Regions from separate parts of the Mus musculus genome. Here all the other regions are linked to region 3. Evidence: chromatin contacts called from public promoter capture Hi-C data. All regions are on one chromosome and are shown on one strand. The core of a region is the stretch at or near the end of the contact, and the rest is flanking DNA. Distances in the headings are between cores, read along the strand shown.

Evidence for each region. Promoter capture Hi-C pulls out the DNA fragments that hold promoters and counts their contacts.
Region 1: a contact with region 3 is called in a promoter capture Hi-C map of liver, with 2.8 times the contacts expected there. The contact joins the promoter of Pkp2 here to the promoter of Rrn3 in region 3. A contact is called at or near these places in 3 of 39 promoter capture datasets (hippocampal neurons, liver and pre-B cells).
Region 2: a promoter capture Hi-C map of liver shows a contact between it and region 3, with 6 times the contacts expected there. The contact joins the promoter of Mzt2 here to the promoter of Rrn3 in region 3. A contact is called at or near these places in 3 of 39 promoter capture datasets (hippocampal neurons, liver and pre-B cells).
Region 4: a contact with region 3 is called in a promoter capture Hi-C map of liver, with 5 times the contacts expected there. The contact joins the promoter of Yars2 here to the promoter of Rrn3 in region 3. A contact is called at or near these places in 6 of 39 promoter capture datasets (the C10 cell line, embryonic stem cells, hippocampal neurons and 2 more) and 1 of 484 Hi-C or Micro-C datasets (CD4 T cells).
Region 5: a contact with region 3 is called in a promoter capture Hi-C map of hippocampal neurons, with 10 times the contacts expected there. The contact joins the promoter of Snx29 here to the promoter of Rrn3 in region 3. A contact is called at or near these places in 6 of 39 promoter capture datasets (3T3-L1-derived adipocytes, cranial neural crest, hippocampal neurons and 2 more).
Region 6: a promoter capture Hi-C map of pre-B cells shows a contact between it and region 3, with 4 times the contacts expected there. The contact joins the promoter of Gspt1 here to the promoter of Rrn3 in region 3. A contact is called at or near these places in 5 of 39 promoter capture datasets (the 3T3-L1 cell line, cranial neural crest, hippocampal neurons and 2 more), 1 of 484 Hi-C or Micro-C datasets (B cells) and 3 of 115 datasets of contacts at active chromatin or transcription factors (embryonic stem cells, epiblast stem cells and forebrain).

Annotation. Positions count from the first base shown.
Region 1 is chr16:16,210,966-16,214,704 of GRCm38.p6, forward strand. It overlaps Pkp2 (plakophilin 2), which reads left to right and starts at 2,380. Exons shown (of 13, transcript NM_026163.2): 1 at 2,380-2,630. The coding sequence starts at 2,408.
Region 2 is chr16:15,861,163-15,864,625 of GRCm38.p6, forward strand. It overlaps Mzt2 (mitotic spindle organizing protein 2), which reads right to left and starts at 2,207. Exons shown (of 3, transcript NM_029354.3): 1 at 1,586-2,207; 2 at 1,236-1,381. The coding sequence starts at 1,761. Gm41425 (a long non-coding RNA gene) reads left to right here and starts at 2,275. Exons shown (of 3, transcript XR_875934.2): 1 at 2,275-2,349.
Region 3 is chr16:13,778,979-13,782,436 of GRCm38.p6, forward strand. It overlaps Rrn3 (RRN3 RNA polymerase I transcription factor homolog (yeast)), which reads left to right and starts at 1,721. Exons shown (of 18, transcript NM_001039521.1): 1 at 1,721-1,861; 2 at 3,015-3,120. The coding sequence starts at 1,779. It also overlaps the pseudogene Gm6354.
Region 4 is chr16:16,300,571-16,304,360 of GRCm38.p6, forward strand. It overlaps Yars2 (tyrosyl-tRNA synthetase 2 (mitochondrial)), which reads left to right and starts at 2,395. Exons shown (of 5, transcript NM_198246.2): 1 at 2,395-3,177. The coding sequence starts at 2,414.
Region 5 is chr16:11,321,260-11,325,272 of GRCm38.p6, forward strand. Snx29 (sorting nexin 29) reads left to right here and starts at 1,645. Exons shown (of 21, transcript NM_028964.4): 1 at 1,645-1,719. The coding sequence starts at 1,713.
Region 6 is chr16:11,252,015-11,256,036 of GRCm38.p6, forward strand. Gspt1 (G1 to S phase transition 1) reads right to left here and starts at 2,311. Exons shown (of 15, transcript NM_146066.2): 1 at 1,629-2,311. The coding sequence starts at 1,983. It overlaps LOC115488671, which reads right to left and starts at 1,622. Exons shown (of 2, transcript XM_030249388.1): 1 at 211-1,622. It overlaps Mir1945 (microRNA 1945), which reads right to left and starts at 2,431; the gene lies at 2,354-2,431.

The DNA.
Region 1 (3,739 bases), core at 1,130-3,629, 2.4 Mb after region 3:
AGGGTGGGAGAGGAGGAGATAGTGGGGAGGAAGAGGAGAGAGAGAGGGGTGGGAGAAAAGGAGGGGGGAGAGAAACTGGGTCAGGTGTGGGCTTTTGAAATCTCAAAGCCTATCTCCCAGTGACACACCTCCTTCGACAAGGCTCTATCTCCTATTCCTTCCACTTAACTATAGACCAAACACCAGATATATGAGTCTGTGAGGGCCTTTTTGTTTTAAATCACCAGAACAAGTGATTAAAATAAAATCTGTGGAAAAAATGTGCAGAGAAACAGTGAATATGTATGTGTGTGTGTGTGTGTGTGTGTGTATGTGTGTGTGTGTGCGCGCACGCATGTGTGCTCATACATGAGTGATTGTGAAAGAATACCATTTAAGTAAGATGGGGATCTATGATAAAGACGTGAAGAAAGTCAGAGACTCAAGAATGGACTTCTAAGGGCTGTTGAACACTTATGTACAATTCTTTGTTTAGTGATCATGGCAACACTATGTGTAGGTACATTTATTATTCCCATTTACAGACAGGATGTTGACATGTAAAAATATGCAGAGCACTGCTTATGACCCACCACTTGGTGTTCCCAAGGCCTGCTGTTCTCATAGCTTCTACTTCCAGAGCATTCCTCATGACCTTTGACCATGTGGCCTGTAGAGAAAGGATGACTAGTCCCTATTTCCTTTTCACTTCCTTGATCCTCAGGTAAAACAGGACGCTACATAGCTCTACATTAATTGTATGGTTAGGAACCTGGGGAGGATAGAGGCTATGTTATTTAGCCATACCAAAGGATAAGCTAAATTAGATGTATATCCTCCTTCACTTGTAAGCTAATTTCTAATTGCCATTCTTTTATCAAACCATCCAACTACCAACTACAAGATATCCTCATTTATTGGAGCCTGCATAATAAGATAATCAATTACAACAGAACTTTTAAAAAGTGATTTGACAAGAAACAGGAAAGTGAAGTTACACTTCCTAAGATAAATAAGAGAAATTTCCTGTTTGTCTCTTGCTGAAGAAAGCAGAATGGGACCTTACCAATCATAGTTCTCCAGGTACAGAAGCCAGAGTGAGTCCTGGCCCTGCAGAAGCAGGCGCTGCAGTTATCTTTTAAAGCAACAGACCTGGGACTTTCAGAAGGAGCTAGGAGATAGATGAAGGGAAACAGGTTGCTTACAAGGGGCTGGTGACAGGATTTGTTGCTGTAATTTAACCGTCATAACATTCTTGTTTTCGGTAAGCTCTCAGCATCACATCTGTACATTATTTACACCTGACTTGGCAAGCCAAGCTTTTGGGCACAATTTACCTAAAGACTGGCCCAGTTGCTTTTGCTGACCTCATAGCTCCCACCTCCAGAGCTTTCCTTATGACCTTTGACTATGTGGCCTGTGGAGAAAGAGTGACTCGTCCCTGATTTCCTCGATGCTCGAAGGCAAAACAGGAAGCCACATTAACTGTTTAGTTAGGAACCGGGGAAGAAGAGAAGTTGTGTTCCCTAGCTGTTCCAACAAAGGTACAAACCCTAGCAACCAAAGGAAAAGACCCCACTTGATAACAAACATAGATGTTTTTCTTTTCTTCTCCCAAGTCTAAATACCAGTATGTGGAGAGTAGCATCGGTTGTCAACTTTAAGTTCAAGGACCCTTCTGTTGAGCTTAGCTCTTGTTCTTAGCCCAATTGCATGTGAAGCATAGTTAATAGCATGATAAACTCAAGTTCGGGAGATTTAAGTGAGAAACCTCGTTCATGAGTTCCCCTGCAAAGAGCTTGTCATAAAGAGGGCTTAGTCAACGTTAGAAGAGCTATTAAAACTGAGTATTAAAAGTCATCTTTTCTCTGGGCCTCTTATTGGAGTTTCTCTGTGTGGGCATGTTCCTTAAGAAGGAAGTGGGTGGACAAGAGCGCACTGGGTACAATTTGTGTATTTGCAAGAGCAAGCAGAGGCTTTCACTGAGGGAGAACATATGTTTCTGGGGCTCCATCTGTACAAAAAGCTCGGCGTCCTGAAGTACTACGGATAAAAAAAAAAACCTTTAAAATACGTCTATTTCATACATGTTTCATTATCTGTGAACGTTTGGAACAGTGTAACTGACCCTAACTAACTAGATGTGCTACTCACAGCAGAAGTTCCCAGCTGCACCTGTCCTAAGGGCAGCTCCTCCCACAATCCTTCGCGAGCCGAGAATACGTGGGGGCCTCAGAGGACGTGCTCGCCCCGGGCGGAGTGCGCCTGCTTTGCAGGAGCCACGCCCCTGTCCCCTAAGGGCCTGGGTCCTACGGGGCGGGGCGGGGCGGGGCGGGGCGGGGCGGGGCGGGGTTTGCTGCCGGTCCCCACGCCTCTGCGGCTTTGCGGGCAGGTCCTGGCAGTCCCTCCTGGTCACTCCGCCGACGCGATGGCCGTCCCCGGCTCACTGGCCGAGTGTGGCTACATCCGGACTGTGCTGGGCCAGCAGATCCTGGGTCACCTGGACAGCTCCAGCCTGGCCTTGCCCTCCGAGGCCAGACTGAGGCTGGCCGGCAGCAGCGGCCGCGGCGACCCGGCGGCCCGGAGCCAGCGGATCCAGGAGCAGGTGCAGCAGACCCTGGCCCGCCGGGGCCGGAGCTCTGCGGTCAGCGGTGAGTCGAACCCCACCCGCCGTGCTAGTCGTAGGTCTCCCCGGTGCGAACCGGTGTCCGCCCGCCCACCTGTTGCTCACCTTACCTTTTCCGGCTCGTGGTTGGTCGCTTTGGACACGCTTCCTCCCTAACCTTTGGTTCTGGTCTACCTTATTCGTTTGTTAATTACACAATTGTCTGTATTAAAGAATTCGATCGGTTTCACCCTTCGCCGCTCGCTCCGGGTTCTCTCCCTGAGATTCTAAAAAACACTTTGAAATTTTATGCAGACTTTGGTATGCAAGATTGATCTTCTGGAATAAGGCGCTTTGGGCTTTTATTGAGATGTTTTAGAGTTTACGACTCTCTATAAATATTTTTAGAAAGAAACCTTCAAAGCCCTGCGGTTCCTCCATCCTCTAAATTGAGGTTACCTCGTCCAAGTGCTCCACTCCGTATCTGCGACTAAACAAATTGAGCAAGTCGGCTTTGGGTCTGGGAGCAACCTGAACACCCTGCGGAGGATAAGGAGGAAGGAGACTTTGGCCAGGCTGAAGGTAGCCCCGCCTGCCCACCTCACACCCACACACCAGAACCAACAGATGCGTGGGTGCAGAACCGCCCTCATTAAAAAAAAAAAAATCAACCCCCCACCACACAGACTAGTTGACAGAAGTGTGGTTGATCAGAAAGATCAGAAGCTCTGGTAAATGTGATTACCATTAAGAATAATAATGCTTCCGTGCCAGCATGTGGATTTCAAATAGCAGAGTCTGGGAGGCTGTCCGCTTTTCAGTTTGTCTAAAGGTTAGGGCAGTTGATGTTTGCATACTTGAAAAGTAAAGAGGTGTTTAATGATTGCAAGCTCATGTAAGTGAGTGCCTGTAACGTCCCTAATTAGGCTATGTGGTTCGCACTTTATATTATCTTCTTAAAATGAACTGTGTATTTTTTTCCTTTCTCTTTCCATATGTGTAGATATAGATACGATTTTTAAGATGCAGCCTCAAACTTCCCGTCTCCGTCTCCCATGTGCTGAGATTACAGACATGGGCTGGGTTTACTGTGGATCCAAGCTTAGAGACAAGGAAACTGAGCAAATAAAACAGTCAAGATTCCAGACAGAAAGT
Region 2 (3,463 bases), core at 957-3,456, 2.1 Mb after region 3:
AGGGATCTTTAAAGTGTGCAAGTGTGGGGGTGTTGGATGATCCGGGGGCACCGGTACAATTGCATATTCTAAAAGTACTGTGTCTTTGATAGACTAAGCAAGAAAACATGTCCTTGTTCTGAGTTGCATGGCTGGGATGGCCTACAGTGCCCTGGTATTGTAGCTCAAAGCTGCCCTGGCCTTGTGGGACAATGGCAACTTCCAGCGGCAGAGTGCACATCAACACCAAACCCACAGATTAGACAATCAAATGCCTGTGACAGGAGAAGATGGGCAGCAAGAGAACCAGGGTGAGGGGTGGGGGCAGGGAGGCAGGTGCTTGGGAGGAGGGCCATGGAGCAGACCTGGAGAGGCTGCAGGCCTGAGGGAAAGGTTACCCTTGTTTCTCTTCCACAAAGAGAAAGGGTGATAGAGGCCAGAGACACACATTGATCAGAAAGTGGGTGGGTCAGCGTGTATGTGTGAGTCCCCAGGCCTGACAGTCTGCCTTCACTGGGCCAGACTGCTCACTTTACCCCACCTGGATTCCTTCCATGTGGTTCTTGCACTTACAGGCAGGAAATGAGCACTGGACTTGCATCCACTTGTCTGGGAGGACAAGCTGTATTTCAGAGGGTCCGACAGGCAGAGAGAACAGATGTAACAGATAGGATGGGCAGGCTGGAGGACCTGAGATCCCTGTTACACTCTGCTCACCACCATCTGCTTACACCTGGTCCCACTCATGACCAGGCCATTCACACCTGAGAACTGGGTGAATCTTTCTGTCAGACCTCTACTTTTTGTCCCAAAGGAATCAGATGGCTTCAGTCCTGCAACCCAAAAAAATCCCCAGATGAGAGGTGTTCGGGCCTGGCCTGAGATGAACAGGAGCTAGACGTGGCCCTCGGAGGGGGAGGCGTTGTCTGCTCTGCTCTCTGAACACTTCCTTGAGGCTGTGTGGTAGATGGAGACCAAAGCCATGTTTATTCCTCTACCTGTGCAATGGAGGCATGATGAAGAGGTGAGAGGGAGTCAGAAAGACCAAGTCTAGCTTGCTTGGACCAGTCTTTGGTCCAGCAGTACAATCCGAAAGGTGGAGCCAACTAAAGTCCCTGAAAGGTGGATGGGTCTGCAGACCTTGGGAGGAGGCCTATAGACAGGTTGAGCAATTCTAAGACAAGCCGGCACGAGGTTCTCTACTCCTTCCCCACCTCGGCCACCCTCTAGGCAGAAGTACCCAGCCCATCTCTAACCTCGGGTCTCTGATGTGGATGTAGACAGAGATATGGGCACCGAGTCCTGGGGATCGCTTGCCAGCCGCTGCCCAGCACACATGGACTTCAGCATCTGGAAGACGGCGAGGGGAGCCACATTCAGATTCAGCAAGTCCACCAGGATCCTGGGGAAACAAATGCAGTGCTTAGCGAATACTGAAAGCCACAGGGCGGACATGCTCTAGGAGTCGCGCCAGCTGGGTCACCGTCTTGAAACCCCTTAAAGAGACACGGATATCTTAGAGTAGCAGATGCAGGAATGAGGAGTCCTAAAGCCGGCATTATCTGTAGGGAGTATGAGCTCAAAGTCCCGACCCCCGCTTTCTCACTTGAACACATCGGGGTCGATGGCGGCGCCAGCAGCCTGAGCTAGCTCGTACAGCTCCATCTCCTCGGCCCCCAGCACTTTCTTCCGCCGAAGCGCCAGCTTCTGCAGCGTTGCTGTCTCCAATCCTGTGGAAACCGCGAGTGCAGCACCACCAGCAGCAGCCGCCGCCGCCGCCATTCGTATAGCCTGAAAAGGGATCTGTGTTGGACAGAGTCTCTGCAAGTCAACAGCTCCAGCACCGAGGCGAGAGTTCCAAGAGGCCTTTACACAGTCGGTTACTTGACTTGTTCGGAACGTCTACTGTGCACAGGGCAGTGTGCTAGGCATGGGGTGGGGTGGTGGGAAGCTGATCACTGCCTGACGATCAGACTTGGACTGCTGGCTTAGGTAGCAGACCCCAGAATAGTACCTGGCATATACCGGGTACTTAGCAAATGCCTGTTGGATGACGAGTATTCACGATCTCGTGTAATTACCAGTTCTGTTGACGGTCCCTAAACAGCTTTGCTTTTAAACGGATACGCACTCCTGTCCCCCGACCCCGAAATACATAAACTTGGGGAGTAAAGAGCAACTGAGGACGTCACTGCGCACGCGCCTTGTGGCCAACTGCTTCTGCACTTGATTGGCTTTTGCTTTTGCAGGCGCTTTTCCCGGGAGGTTGAGCCGCTTTTCCCAGTAGGCAGGGGTGTGGCCTGACGCGCAGCTTGATGACGCTATTTCCGGGTTGTGTGTCTGGATAGCGGCGTCTATTTCTGAAGATAGGTAGGATGGTCATTTTGAACTCAACACGTTAGCTTGGCCGGTGTGTTGAGAACTGCAAATGTTTGGCCGGTTACCATGATTGTCACTGCCATCGGGAAAGAGTGGACCGGGGGAGCCGTCCAGAAGTGCCTACACAGTGAAAGGGGACCAGGAGGGGCATCTAAAATTTGTGCGGGGGCACTCTTGGAGATATTTTGTCTCCTGATGCTTTGTCCATTTTACATTACTAGTCTTTTGCATATGTGTGTGTATCCGTATGTGTATGTTTGTTGATTGGTGTTTTTATTTTTTCAATTTGTTTTATTCTGGCTTGATTTTTTTTAAATGTGCCTATTTGCTAGAAAAGAGAGGAGGGAGAGAGAGAGAGAGAGAACTTGAGAAGGTAGGGAAGTGGCAAAGTTCAGGGAGGAGGTAAGGGAGGGAAATCATGATCAGATTATAGAGTATGAAAAAATATTTTCAATATAAAAATATATTGGGTGAATAGTCTTCATTCTTAGGGGAAAACGTATTCATTACCGGGAAGGGGAGAATTTAGAGCATCTAGTCAGTTCTCAGCCTTCCTTCTTTCTTCCTTATACTGAACACAGCTTCCCTGGTTCTGCACTTCCGGTCTTCATATTTGGTGAACCTTTGGCCAGTCACCAAGGTCCAGATCTAAGGACTAAACACCATTTCCATGTTGAATGGTGCGTCTGTCACAGTGAGGACCATGGTGACAGTAAGCTGCTGGTGACTGTGAAGAGCCAGTGTGGGCTGTGGGGAATGAGTCTGGCTCCAGGAGCAGACATTACAGGATGTATGTGCATCTAATCTGGCACCTGCTTCCCAGGGTGGAACATCAGGTGCTTGTTTGCAGGATTCCAGAATATCTCAGGTTTTCGCAGAACTGTGGCCATGATGTAAATGTAGGGCCTCCCTGCCTCATTAGTTTATTGTAGGATTGATGGCTCCAGGAACCAGCTCCTATTGGTCAGAATGCCCAAGAGTACAAACTGGAGGCAAATCGAAGTGAGGCACAGCATCATCTCCCTAGCCAGACAACTGTTACCTGCATGCCATCAGCTCTGCCTGTTTGTAGGAGTATATCACCTCAGGTCCATGGATGGCCAGT
Region 3 (3,458 bases), core at 471-2,970:
GGGTTTTTCTGTATAGCCTTGGCTGTCCTGGCACTCACTCTGTACACCTGGCTGCCTCGAACTCAGAAATCCGCCTGCCTCTGCCTCCCGAATGCTGGGATTAAAGGCATGCACCACCATGCCCAGTGACACTGGTTTTTCTTTTACAAAGTTATATGTGGAGCTCAATAGCAGAGCATCCATCTAGTGTTCTGGAATCTAGCCTCAACATCCGAAGAAAAAGTATGCTGGATAGCAAATTCTCTAAAACTGTCTTAAGATTTATTTTATGTGTTTGGGTGGGTTTTTTTGTACATCTGTGTGTCCCTGCTGTGCTCACAGAGGTTTAAGAAGCCCTGGGACTGGGGACTGCAGTTAGAAACAGTTGTGAACCTGGATCCTCTTTTGTTGTTTTCAAGACAAGCTCTTTTTGTATTGCCTTGGCTGTTCTGGAACTTACGCGATAGTCTAAATAAACTAGCCTCAGATTCAGAGATCTGCCTGTTTGTGCTGAGATTAAAGGTATGTACCATCATGCCCAGCTCCCCAGCCTGGGTTCTCTTACCCATGGTAACATCGGTCCAACTCTCCCCTCTGGCTTTTTACCAGTCTCCACACTTCTGGCTAGGTCACTGTGTAATATGTGTTTCACACAGAGTAAGGTGTGAAAATGTGTCTAAAATGATATACAGGATCCTTCTATTTCCACCTCTCCAGTGCCTGTATTACTAACATTAAACCGGGCTCTTTACCTGAGTAACCCAGGTCCTAATAGTTACCCATTGGCTTTGAACTCCCTTTTTTTGGTGGTGGTGGTGGTGGGGGAGGAATGGATCTCTAGGAGGTGGGCCTGGGGCCCTCACTGTACAACTTGTTCCTTAGCACTATTTCCAGAATCCTTCATCACACCTGGAAGTTCTGGAGGACAAGAATTGGGGTAGATAGGCAGGCCTTCAAAGGCATCTTCTGCTCTGAAGGCCAGGCCCACTGTGGCTGGGGCCTGTGGCTTTGCTACCTGACTAGTGAAGCCACATTCCCCCAGAGTTTTCTCATCAAGGAGCTGGTTGTCCTTGAACAGCAGCTCTCCTCAGGAGGCCTCTTCATGATGCCCTCAATGATGCGCTTGAGTGCCAACACCAAGCTTGACTCCTTGGCCTCAGTGAAGATGGTGGTCTTCTTGTGTGGGGTCATGAGAAACACAGCCATCCCTGTGGCTGCTTCTGGCTTGATGCACGGGACCAAATCTGATGGCTTCTCAGGTTGTCCTCAGCAGGAGTGATCTCTCAGTGTCCCTCGGAGTCTTGCCAAAAGTTAAGAGAGCCAACATGTTGTTTGAAAACCAAAAAAATCCCAGCCGTTCGATTTTACCAATGAAGACTCAGGGGCCAGATGCTGGGGTGCAAGCCTGCTAGGTCAGAGAGGCAGAGAAAGCACCCAGCTGACCTTCCTCCTCCACTCACTTCCCAGAAGGAAACCCGCTTTGAACTCCTTTTATCCTCCCGCCTCCACCTCCTGAGCGCCAAGGTCACGTGCACACGCCTCTAAGACAAGCTTCTTTTTGAAGGAGTTTCTGAGGAATGCGGCCACCGATTGCCCCGCCAAGCTGTGCCAGCCTATTTCTAGGAAAGCTTCAGGCCGGTTAAGGTCAGACGCAAGCCTACCCGCCTTCTTGCTGCGATCCTTACGCTCTGCTCACGTGGGCCGCGTCCCGCAAGGGGCTGCCTTCTGCAGCGCCACTTCCGGGGCGGGTAGGTCGTGGCTTCCGGCGCAAGGCCGGGCGTTCGCTCAGTTCAGGCCGAATGGCGGCCCCGCTGCTTCACACGCGCTTGTCGGGCGATGTGACGGCAGCGGCCTCTGCCACGCTGAGTGCGTCGCGGACTGGGTAAGATCCGGGCGGCCTCCGCCTGCGGGTGCGGGGCTCGAGCCCGCTGAGAGCTCTCCGCATGTGCCGAGGGGGCCGGGCGTGCGGGCTCGGCTCGGGCACGCAGGAGCCTCTGGTTCCCTCGGGTCCCCTCTGCCCGGGCGAGCCTTGTCTGTTCCATTGTTTCCCACTCACTCTTGGGGCACCCTTGTGGGACTCTAGGCTAATCTTCCGTGCCTTTCCTCTTCCCTCTCTTGGCCAAGACATGGGCGGCATTTCCAGGGTTTTGGATATCTAGGGGAAAGCTGTCACTGGTGACCTATCGAATTCCAAAAATTTTGTTTGAAATTTGTTTCTGTAGAAGCAAGCAGTAGCATAGTGGAACCGTATATTATATAAGCAGTCCTTTTTGCCCAACATTTTAAAATACCTATCCCTATAAAACATTTGGAATCTAACCTTTAGATTTTGTCTGATTCTCTTGTTTAAACGAAGTAAACCTTGTAAAGCACTTAGCATAGTACTGACAATTGTTAATAAAGTGTGTATACTCTGTGTTAAGGCACTGGGGACAGCAGCTTATCCAGACACTAACCCATACCCAGCAGAGCCGGAGGCGGGGCAGTGGGGTGGGGGGGCGGCGGCAATACATGGATAAGATAGTTTCAGGTATCAGTAAATGCTATGAAGAACTACAACGTTCCAGGATAAAGCGTGAGTGTATGAGGTTCTGGTGGAGAGGGCCTCTGACATTTGAACTCCAACCTTGGGAAGAGTGTTTCTAACAGCGAGTAGCAGGTGAAATGGGAATCAGCTTGACAAATTTGAGGAATAGAAAGGACATCACGCTTTTAACAAATGATTGTATCATGAGATCAGGGTTAGGAAAGGTGGCTGGTTAAACAGGATCTTACAGGGTTAATGTGGGAATATGGAGTTTCTTTTCCTTCCCTTACTCTTAATAAGATCTCATTATGTAGCCTAGGTTGGATTCTGCCACAGCTTCTGAGACAGATTTACTGAGGGAAGAGTGGCTTCCTGGGAGAGAAGGTTGGAAGGAGGGATATCATTTGAGAAACTTAAGCCTCATCACACAAAATGATGTTGGCTCAGCCATGCTCCCTGCCGTCATTCTCTGTCATGAATTTGATAACTGGTCTTCCTGGTTCTTCAGGCTTTCCGATATGCTCGCGTTAGAGAGCGATTTCTTCAATTCTCCTCCGAAAAAAACTGTTCGGTTTGGCGGAACTGTGACAGAAGTCTTACTGAAATACAAAAAGGTACGAGGAGGTGGGGTTTGACTTTGCTTAGTCAGAGTTTAAAAGGCATTAAACCGAAGAGCAAATTATCAAGACTTTGGGTTCCTCCTCCTGAGTACAACCCCCCCCCCAAGACAGTAAAGAGAATAAGATGAACTTTAGCATTTGTGTGTACGTTTATTTAGGTTTCTCAGTGGTGGGGATTGGAACTAGGACCTTATCCACACCAGGAAAACAGGTCTAGTTGAGCTCCTACATAGCCTAAAAATAAATTTTACACTGGGCTTGGAGGCTTGTGTCTTTAATCCCGGCATGTGAAGGCAGAATCAGGTGGATCCCTGAATTTGAGACCAGCCAGG
Region 4 (3,790 bases), core at 1,145-3,644, 2.5 Mb after region 3:
AATGCTGTCACAACAGCATTTCTTTGAAAAGAAAAGCAGTACTAAAGCTAGTGCAGATATGAAGTCATACTTTCTAATACCCAACTGTTGCCCTGCTCTTTAAAGTCACAATACGTAGGTATTTGTTGTATTAACCCAAACTTGCAAGTGAGAGATTTTTCCCAATATTAAGTACAGTATCTGTTAGGCTTTCAGAACTTCCTGCAATGCATCTTACAGTCTGTCTCTGATCAAAGTGCAGATCAACAGATTCTGACTAGAATTTTAAAGATATTTTGAGTAACAATATGAGAGAACACTCTAGCTATTTTCTACCAGTATTAGAGAATATTACCAGTAATATTACAATATTACTGGCAATGAGAAATTAAACTCACTGATAATTAGATGAGCAAATACATTGATTAATCAAAATAACAAATTTATAACCCACTAAAATAAATGTCTTCTTCAAATACCTTAGTATTAGGACATGGAAAGATCTGTAGCTAATGGTCTGGGGATGGGTCAGGATCCTCTTTCAGGAACGTGAGTGTTGTTTGTCTTCTGCATATGACTCTTAGTCAAAAGGCTTGCCCAAAGTGTGGATTTCTCTCCAAGAGCATTCCATATTTAAAGATTAGCCGGTAATAAAGTGAAACAGCCTACCTCCTTGTTTCAGTTTGGAAGACTATGGAAGGAAATCTCAGCTCCTGACTTCCTCTGGGATACTGAATGACTCTTGTCTGGCCTGAGCTTTCTATTGCCGTGATAAAACAATATGACCAATGGCCTGGGAAGAAAAGCGTTTATTTCACTTTACAGCTTATAATTCGTCATTCAGGGAAGTCAGGGCAAGGACTCTAGTCAGAAAGACTCCTGAAGGAACTAAAGCCGAAGTCATGAAGGAGTGCTACATACTGGCTTATTCCACATTGTTTGATCAGCCTGATTTCTTTTAGCACCCAGGACCACCAAGGGTGGTGTTTCTTTTGGGACCCTGGGACAAGAGACTCAGGTGCATATTTTACATATGAAAACAGATCTGGCTTCCAGGTTCTCTCAGCATCCCTAAGTCTCTACCTGGCATACCCTATCCCCAACCCTGTACATTCCAGCCCAGGGGATGGGCTGCCCTTCCCTCAGACGCTCTTTGCTATACAATCTACACATTTTGCTCTCTCTCTCTCTCTCTCTCTCTCTCTCTCTCTCTCTCTCTCTCTCCCCACCCCCTGCCACAAGCCCTTTCTCCCCCCCCCCATGGCGACCCCCCCTGGCCTCAATTCTAGGGGGACAGTAAATCTGCTTTATAATCTAATCTGGTTTGAATTGGCTCATTTTACCGGAGAAAGGACCTATCAAGAGGCACCACCCACAGTGAGCTGGTCCCTTCCACATCAATCACTGATCACCACTGGCTTGTTCATAGGCCACATTGGTTGAGGGCATTTTCTCAGTTTAAGTACCTCAATGACTCTAACTTTGTCAACTTGGCATAAAACTAGCCAGCACACCTCTACTGCAACTTACTCCTGGCTCAATTGTTCTCTGTCTCCCTCCATAACCCCTACTTCTCTCACAATGGTAGGTGATGGCCACAAATGGCACATTCTCAATAATGCTACTCCACATAAATCAGGGAGTTTTGAAAGTATGGCCCACGTCTACTCATATATGGAAATGTCAGAATAAATTCATTATTTTGTACAATTTGTGTACGCTAATTAAAATGTTTAAAGAAAATTAGTCAGAATCTACAATGGGACTTGGGGGCTGGCTCACCTGCCATACAATTGCAAATGAGAGTCCTCATCCTGGTGAGAGGATTCCTAAAAGCACCTAATATGTTATGACTTTGAATGACTCCAGTTTTTGTTATACTAAACACAGGGAGTTCTTTCCTGTTTTGACTTTCCTCTTGCTAGGAGGAGACTGCCACCTTCAGGACACCCACTAATGACGTGTGTGTGTGTGTGTGTGTGTGTGTGTGTGTGTGCGCGCGCCTGCCTGCCTGCCTGTACTGTGACGAGGCTCTCATTAACTGGGGAAACTGGTACAAAGAAATTTCGTCTCCACTCCACTCCGAGTTCTTTCTACAGGTCCAAGACTTATGGGACTTGAGCATCACAGCTTTTGCATGATCATTTAAACGACAGTAAACATTTGTCGAGCGCTTACTACACCGCCAAGTGCTTTCACCACAGCTGTGAGACAGGAAGTACTATCACGACATCCTCACTGAGAAAACGGGAATGAAATGATAGAGGAACAGCGGGGGCCGCAAGACGGAACTCAGTCGGTCCACATTCCAGGACTGCCTACAGCACCAAAGCCTAACAGGCCTCCCGCTACGCCCGAGCATGCGTAGAGAGACACCGAGGCGCCCGCGGTCGCAGGGCGACAGAGGTCCAGCATGCCTTGCGTGTCCCGCAAGATGGCGGCGCCCATGCTGAGGCGCCTGTGCCGCGTTCCGCAGTCCCTGGTCTGGCTACGAGGGTCGCGTGCGGTGCGCCCGGGCGCGCGGGGAATGCTGGTGGCACCGAGGGCCCGCGGCTTGTTCAAGGAGTTCTTCCCCGAGAGCGGCACGAAGACAGAGCTCCCCGAACTCTTTGACCGCCGCAGGGCGGGCTCGTCCCCCCAGACGGTGTACTGCGGCTTCGACCCCACGGGCGACTCGCTCCACGTGGGGCACCTGCTAACTCTGTTGGGGCTCTTCCACTTCCAGCGAGCCGGCCACAACGTGATCGCGCTCGTGGGAGGCTCCACGGCCCTCCTGGGGGACCCCAGCGGCCGGACCAAGGGGCGCGAGGCGCTGAGCGCCGAGTGCGTGCGGGCCAACGCGCACGCCCTGCGGCGAGGGCTCGAGGCCCTGGCGGCCAACCACGCGCGCCTCTTCGCGGACGGCCGGCCCTGGGGCTCTTTCACGGTGCTGGACAACGCGGCCTGGTTCCAGGAGCAGCACCTGGTGGATTTCCTGGCCACGGTGGGCGGCCACTTCCGCATGGGCACTCTGCTGAGCCGGCTGAGCGTGCAGTCGCGTCTCAAGAGCCCCGAGGGCATGAGCTTGGCGGAGTTCTTTTACCAGGTGCTCCAGGCCTATGACTTCTACTACCTTTTCCAGCACTATGGATGCCGGGTCCAACTGGGCGGATCAGATCAGTTGGGCAACATCATGTCTGGCTACGAGTTCATCCACAAGTAAGCTGGAATTGTTAGAGCCTACGGAAACCCGGGGACGAGTATACAGAAGTAGTGTGTTATTCGTTAGGAAGATTGTAAGTTAGAGCTGGGAGTTAGAGCTGCTGGAAGCAGACCGATATTCAAGATTTGGATTGTGTCTGTTTTCCCTAAGTCGCCTTTAGTTTCTTTAGAAATTGTTATTTATCCTGAAAATAATTGGACTTCTGTTTAGAACCGTGTGCACTAATTTAGCTTTTCGCCTCCATAAAGATTTTCACAGCGTTTTCTTTTTTTAAAGATTGATTTATTTATGTATGAGTGCTCCATCTCTATGTAACACCTGCATGCCAGAAGAGGGCACCAAATTCTTATATTATATCCCACATGGTTGCTGGGAATTGAACCCAGGATCTCTGGAAGAACCACTGAGCCACCTCTCCAGTCCTCACAGTTTTCTTGAGGAACATAGATTATATGGCTGGTTCGTGTGCTACACGACAAAACTCATTTAAAAATATTAAAAGCCACCTTCTAAATGTACCTCCTGGTATCCTTTCGCCCAACTTTGTCATTTTTCTACCTGATCCTTCAAAAATCAAGTCCTGTTGACCTGCTCAGGTGCATTCCTCAA
Region 5 (4,013 bases), core at 395-2,894, 2.5 Mb before region 3:
TCTTGATTCTCTCTGGACTGGGATTATAGGAAGGCAGGACCTGTTCCACACTTGGTCTGCCTCATTTGTGGAGTTGGAGAGCTCCACGTGAAGATGCTAGCATCTGGGGAGAGAGCGCTGTTTGTGTCCTCCCAGGGTGGAAGGTGGAAGATTTTAGCTGAAGCCATGTGAAACCTCTGTAGGACTTAAGACCACTGGTAAAGGGCAGCCTGCAGGTTTAGTCACCTCCCTTTCCTTTCTTTATTGGAATCAAATCCAGGATGGCACACATGTGTTCTTCCACTGAGCTACTACAGTTTCTAGCTCTTCATTATTTTCTTATTTCTGATCAAGAGCCTAAGTTCTCCAGGCTGGGTGACTCCAGCCTCATATCCAGCAGGCAAAATAGTCTTTCAACTCCATATTTAAAATAGGGCAAAACCCTGGATTTCACAGTTGCTGTGAATTTAGCTCTTGTGTTCTCTCAGCACCTACCCACCTTTCCTCTCACTGTTGCCTAGAGTCAGTTGGACAACTCTTGTAGTTCCCTTAACCCACTGACCCACTGTCATTCTCCTCAGACCCATTACAATGCATTCTCATTCTAGAAAGTTCTCTCTCTCTCTCTCTCTCTCTCTCTCTCTCTCTCTCACACACACACACACACACACACACACCCACCACAAATTCTCCCAAGTGCCTCAGGCAGTAATTCGATTCTTCTGTGAATGTTGGTATTAAAGGTGTGCATGGTCACACCAGGATTGTAAGTGAAGTTTCAAATTCTGACTGCATCACTGTGCTTTGCACTTTTATTCCCACATCCATCATCAAGAAAGTACAAACTCTCCTGCCTGCAGGGCCTTGCACGTGCTACTCCAACTACTGAACTATATCCACCACTCCGGTTTTACCACTCCGGTTTTACTTTTTATTTCGAGAGTCTTGAGAAGTTACCCAGAATGGCTTTGAATTCACCTTTTGTTTTTGTTTGTACAGAGAGTTGAAGCTTGGGCCTCCTGCATGCAAGGCATGTGCCCTCTCTACCAAACTTTTTTTTTTTTTTTTTTTTTTTTTCGAGTCAGGGTTTCTCTGTATAGCCCTGGCTGTCCTGCAACTCACTTTGTAGACCAGGCTGGCCTCGAACTCAGAAATCCGGGATTAAAGGCGTGCGTTACCACGCCGGCCATCCACAGCTCTTGAATTCTTGCAGCTCAGGCTCCTGACTTATCCTCTTGAATGTTGGGATTTAAAGCCTGTACCACCAGGCCCTGCAGGCCCATTACTCTTTTTTTCTCTCTTCTCTTTGAGACAGTCTCAAGCAGCCCCATCTAGCCTCGAAATCATTGAGTAGTTCAAGGTTGACCTTGAACTTCTGATCCACCTGCCTTCCCCCGAGTGCTGGTTTGACGGACATGCAACACACTACTCCAAGCTCTCGGTACGCGTATATCGCATCCTTGTCCGAACTTCAGTCTAAATGGATGTCTTTTTCTTGGCTCGGGGATTGGGAGGCATTGATTTTGTGAGGTGCCGGTTCTCTTCCCTGCTACCCTGGGGCGTCGATTTGCCCGAGTATTTTGGTTCCGGGTCGGGAGGCGGGCCCTAGGAGAGTCACTGCTTCCGGGGCGGGGCCAGCGGGCGGGGCGCGCGTTCTCCCGGCCTGTGTGGAGCTCGGCGGCTGCAGACGCGGCGGCGGCGGCAAGGCAGGCGGCGGCCCCGGGAGCAGCAACATGAGCGGTGAGTGGCGGCCCCGCTGCTGTCACCCGCCCCGTAGCGCCACTGCAGCCGCACGCTCCGGGCCCGGTGTGCTCACACGCTGCAGACCCCCGCGGGGTCGCTCGCAGGCTCGGAGCCCTGGCCCGGAGTCTCCTGCACCGCTCCCACTATCCCGGGGCTGGCGCTCCTGTCCCTCTGCCTCACCAGTGACAGCCAACTCCTAGAGCAGAGCTTGCTCCCAATTCCCTCCCAGACAGCCGATCCCTTTGACAGGTTTCCGCACCCCGGATTCTCAGATCTCTGGTACTTGCCTTAGTCCCTCTTTCTCCCGTGACCCTCCTGGGACTCAGCTCCAGTTACCAGCCCCTGGTTTTTAGTTATTCTCTGTTCCAGGTCTCTTCCACCCAGTGACTCCTCTTTCTCCAAAGGCAAAGAGCATCTCTAGACACCCCTGTCACACACAGCAAACCAGAGCGACAGCTCCGGGTCCCCAGAGGTCTCAGTGTTAGGACAGCTTTGTCTTCTTCCCTCCTCTTCCCTGCACCTGTGTCCCCAGAGCTGGCCAGTTAGCCTCGCAGCGTCCCTCTCCCGGTTGTGCCTTTTGTATTTGGGCTGTTAGTTCATGCTTCAGTTCTCTCCATGTCTTCCTCTAGCTCATCGTTTGAAGTCTCCGGTTGTGTCCTGAAGCCCTTTCCTTCTTGCCCAATGCTGAACCTAAATGGGGCTCAAGCGTTGCCCAAGCCAATACCACCAGCAGGGAGGTGGAGCGGGTGGGGAGTCTGGAAGTGAGAGGCAGGTGCTTGTGACGGCTTGTGCTCAGTGATACCGAAGTTTAGTCCCTTTGTCGGAGTCTGTGTCTTCAAGCCTCCCTCTGAAGAGTCCTGATGATGTTTTGATGTTTTGGTGCTAAGTCATTCCTGGGTGTTGCGCGTGGAGATGGGAGTGACTCAGGGAAGGCTTGTGTTGGCTGTTGATTCTCCTGCTGGACTCAGGGATCTGGATTCCCTTAGGAGGACCCGCCTACCCTCGTAGTTTCTGTTTTTTCTTACTGTGCAGCTGGATTTTCGTCTCTGCACCCAGTCTCTAGACTTGCACTCAGGTGTTTCATGGAGCGGAGAGGGTGCTAGGGCAAAGGAGCAAAGGGCAGTCTTAATTTTTTGTTTTTTAAATTATTTCTGTGCATCTTTAAAAAAACGTTAGATGCTTTTTGTTGCTCAAGAGCAAAGTTTATGGAACTGTGGTCTTATTGAGGGGACTAATGGAGGGGTTTTTACAGTTTACGTTCATCTGCCAAAGCAAATTACTGGGTCTAACTTAACACTAATGTTAACAAAAACGTGTGTGCCAGCATCCACCAAAAGGTGATGGAGCCCAATGTACTGGGTTCAAATCCTGGCTCTACCACATAAAGCAATATGCTTTTTTTTTTTTTTTTTTTTTTTTTTTTGGTTTTTGGTTTTTGGTTTTTGGTTTTTCGAGACAGGGTTTTTCTGTATATCCCTGGCTGTCCTGGAACTCACTCTCTAGACCAGGCTGGCCTCGAACTCAGAAATCTGCCTGCCTCTGCCTCCCAAGTGCTGGGATTAAAGGTGTGGGCCACCACCGCCCGGCAGCAATATACTTTTTTTTTTTTAAACTCGTGTTTTGGTTATTAGTTGGGATTTTCTTTTTTTTTAATTTTTTAAAGATTTATTTATTTATTATATGTAAGTACACTGTAGCTGTCTTCAGACATTCCAGAAGAGGGCATCAGATCTCATTACAGATGGTTGTGAGCCACCATGTGGTTGCTGGGATTTGAACTCTGGACCTTCGGAAGAACAGTCAGGTGCTCTTACCCACTGAGCCATCTCACCAGCCCAGCAATATACTTTTAATTAATTAATTTAGTATGTGTGTGCAGGTGTGTTTGCATGTGCACATGTGTAGGAGGGCCAGCAATCAACCCTGGCTGTTTTTCTGTCTTGCTTCCTTATTTGTGGAGATAGGGTCTCTCACTGACCCCAGGACTCACCGTTCTAGCTAGACTGTTTTGTTTAGCTGGTCTTGGAAATCATCCTGTGTCTGCCTCAGCACACCAGTCCTGGAGTTAGAAGTATGTCCCCCAGCAAGCACGTCACTGACTGAGCCACCTCTCCATCCTTTAAAGATGCGTAAGTTAGAGCAACTAAGGTGGAATTTGCAGCAAAGCAAGCATACACAATAGCATCTGCCTCCTAGATTAGTAATGACTTTTGGTTGCTCAGCTAAATGATTGGTGTTAAGTCCTTTAACAGGGCTCATTGTTACTCTTTCCATAAAAGCTGAGTGAAGAG
Region 6 (4,022 bases), core at 1,061-3,560, 2.5 Mb before region 3:
AAGGAGGGCAGCATCCCTCCTTCCTGCACAATAAAAGCCCCAAAGCTCACTGCCCCCCAAAACCCACTCTAATACAGACCCAGCTCCTCACAAAAGCATTTCCCTGAACAGTCCAACACCCTCTCACTTCTAAAAAGCAAAGTGAAGCACGTTTCCCAAGAAACTAAATTCCAAGAACGTATTTATTTATTTATTTATTTACTTACTTACTTATTATTTGCCAGACAGTCCCGGTAGCCTTCACCTAAAGATCTTGCTGCCCTCACTTCCTGAGTTCCAGGGTTGCAACCTCACCTGGGAGGGCAGCGAGGTGATAATGCCATTTGTTTTCTCTGCTTTTTCCAAGCATTCTCCTACCTCAGCCTCCAGAGTTCTGGGACTCTATAGGCATTAACTAGTTAGTGTACCACCACACCAGGCCTAAGTCCAGAACTTAAAACATACTCTCACTTGAAATAAGCTCAAATTATCTGCCCCACCAATGTCCCTGCTAAATAATCAAAGTCTCGGCCTTTTCCCTTCCCGTTTCTTTCTTTCTTTCTTTTTTTCTTTAGGACAATACCATATTTACTCAAAAAAGCATCGTCATGGGTGGGGGAGCGTGTGGGGGACTTTTGGGATAGCATTGGAAATGTAAATGAAATAAATACCTAATTTAAAAAAAAAGCATCAGCATGAAGGCAATACTTAAGTTCACTCAACAGCATTGCTACAAAATCTGTACCTGAAAGCAGGCTACCAAACATACAGCCCGTTTGTAAAAAGGTGTTTAAAGACTGCAGTTTGAAACGACAGAAAGTGTATTTAGTAGCTACTTTATGTGACAAATATTAAGTTATCAGAAGTATTTAAGTAACAGACTAGACTAATACACGAACGCAAACTAAGCTTTTATAAGCAACCCTTATAAGGGCCATACTTTTAAAACAATTAAAAGTCTACACGCCATTCAGAAAAAGTCTTAAATCCCGCTTAAAACCGCACATAAATCAATGAGGTTTACTACCACATGTTAGTACTGAGGAATCCTTGTGACATTTAAAAAACTTTTCAAGTATTCAAAATGTTAAGGGTGAAAAAAGGTCTTTGTATTGACAGCCAACAGTTTCTGGCGGATCACAAGCCTGCAATGCATCTTGGGATTCCTTCAGGTCGCTTTAGTGCCACCGATACTTAAAACGCAATTACAGTTCCAAACGTAGAAACTACAGTAGGAGCAGCTCTCTGGGCCAGCGAAGAGACAAGTCCTGTCCCCCAAACCCTAGACTTTCACACCCTCCTCCTGCCGGACTTCAAGCCCTATCAGTCCCCACTTCTGGGCCTCGTGGCACTGACTGGCCCAGGGCTGGCAGGGTCCCATACAGTTCCTATGCCTAGGGGTGAACCGCGTGCGGCCTTCCGCGGCGGGGCAATCGCCCCCGGGTCCCCTGGTCTCTGCTCCTCCTGGCCCAGGCGCCCCAAGCCAAGCAGCTCCCAGACTGGAGGCGCCCCACCCAGACCAGCCGGCGCCGCTGTCAGCGCCCCACGTGCGGGCCGGCCGGCCTCCCGTCCTCTCCACCCAGCCCACCGCGGAACTCCGGCCCCAGGCCGCCGCCCGTGCCTTGGGGATATCCAGCCCGGCAACTTACCCGAAGGGCCTCCCGCGCCGCTGCCTGCTCCGTGGTCGCCTCCGGCTGCGCCAGCTGGGGATAGCGGCGGCTGGGCCGGACCCCGCAGGAAGGACGGCACGAATTCAGCGGCGTGGACGTTGGGGACGAAAGGCTTGGCGTTGACGTTGAGTTGCCGGCTGAAAGCCGCGCTGAGGTTCTCACGCTGGGCCTCGGCCACCGCGGCCATGGAGCCGCTGCCGCTCCCGCCGCCGCCGCAAGGCCCGGGCCCGGGGGCCTCCATATCCGTCTGGTCCCAGCAGTCGGGCGCAGAGTCGCTGCTGCTGCTGCTCCCGCCGCCGCCGCCACCGCCGCCACCGCCGCTGCTAGGATCCATGATCGGGGGGGCCGTGTGTGTGGTGAAGAGAGGGCGGGAAATGGAGGCGGGGGCGGCCGACCGGGGAGGAGCAGGCCGCGCTGACCCGGGGAGGACGGCAAGACTGGGGAGCTGACAGTCAATGACTCACTCGCCGGCGTCCTGGGCAGCAGCTACAGTCCAGACAGTACACTCGAGACCAGGTCGACAGCGGCTCAACCCTCCTCGTGTGTGCGAAAGGATCTCCTCCCACCCAACCCCAACTACCGCCGCCGGCCTCACCGCCAACCCCACGTTTGGAGAGAATTGACCTCTCGCTACCACCCGTACCTTCGCCTCGGTAGTTCCCGTCTGTGTCCGCCCGCGTTTCCGCCTACGAAGCGCGGCCGATAGCTAAACTACAAGTCCCGACAGTACCCGCGAAGACCCGGTGCGGTTTTCTCGGGGGCTGACGGGAGTCGGAGTTCAGCGCTCAAGCGTCACCGGAAGCGGCTGGAACTCCCGGCAGGCAGCGCGAGGAGGCAGAAGTCTGGTGGCCCATCTGTCGCAGGGTGGGGGTAGGGGTAGGCTCTACTCGGCTAGGGCAAGACGGTGGGCCGAGCCCTTCCGCACGAGGCGACGATCCACCCTAGCCTGTGAGAACACCCGGTCCGCAGGCCTAACCTAGAGGAATTTTTTTTTCTTCTCCCTTTTCGGCGCCTTTTCTGTCTCCCAGTCTATATACCTTATTCTCTTTCTCTCCACCCGCAGCCAGAGTTTGCCCTACATTTCAAAGCCGGCGGGAGGCGTCTTTCCTTTTATGTATTCATTTTTGGAAGAGGCAGTAAAACCATGAGATGTTACAGCTGAAACTGCGTGTGGCTCATAAAGGTCCAAGGATGTCCGGCAAAAGGATCCTTAACTGGAAAATTTCAGTGACTCATGTTATGTTTGACTAGTCATTAAAAGCCCGCACCTAAAATGTTTTTTCGTCCTTTCATCCTCCCTGCCAGGAGATTTACAAATTAATCGGGATTGCCATATTTTTTAGTGTACCCAGCGGTACCTAATAGTGGCTATTTTGGTGCTTCCAGTTCCTTAGCTGCCATTAGGTAAAGTGCTGTTCTTTTGAAAGGCCGCATCTGTCAGCTATTCTTACAGTCCTTTAATAATGAGGGCATCTCACACTTTCAAGTTGCATTTTAGTAATTGTGGGGTAAGTGACAAGCAAGAAAAAATAAAATTCACCTTTATTTTTTACTGCACGAAGTAGGAATACCTGTTCTAAATACCTGTTAAATGCTCCTGTAATTCACCCATGGAGACCAAGACAAAGAAAAGTATACTCTTAATTTTACTTGCTCTGAAAAGAGTCTAGACAGAATGCAACTAACCTACTTGGAAATTACAGAGTAACATATTCAAAATGTTCAAACAACGAGTTTTTTTTTTTTTTAAATCTGGATCTAAGATATCTAAATTGGAATGCTGACTTTAAACATTTGTATAATAAAAAGTGAGAATTTGGCCTAACGAGAGAGGTAATAGACAAAGTTGTCAATAATTTTTTGTTTGTTTTGTTTTTGTTTTGTTGGGTTTTTTGGTTTTTCGAGACAGGGTTTCTCTGTATAGCCATGGCTGTCCTGGAACTCACTCTGTAGACCAGGTTGGCCTCGAACTCAGAAATCCACCTGCCTCTGCCTTCCAAGTGCTGGGATTAAAGGCCAGCACCACCAATGCCCGGCTTTGTCAATTACTTTTTAAAGCAAGGCTTCAAACTAGCTCTTTTTTTCTTCTTTTTGTGGTTGGTTAGTTAGGTTTTGGTCGGTTGGTTGGCTGGTTGGTTGGTTGGTTAAGCAGAGACAAATGAAGCCCAGGCTGGCCCTGAACTCCAGTCCTTTTATCTTACTTTCCAAGTGCTGGAACTCTCTGCCTGTCTACCACCAAGCTCAGCTTGAACTGGTTTTTTGTAAATGACTTTTTTTTTCTTGCATGTGTTTTAAGATGTCCTCTTTGTGTGATCCAGACTGACTTGGACTCAAGATCATCTAGTTGAAACTGCTGGAACCTGTACAGCACCA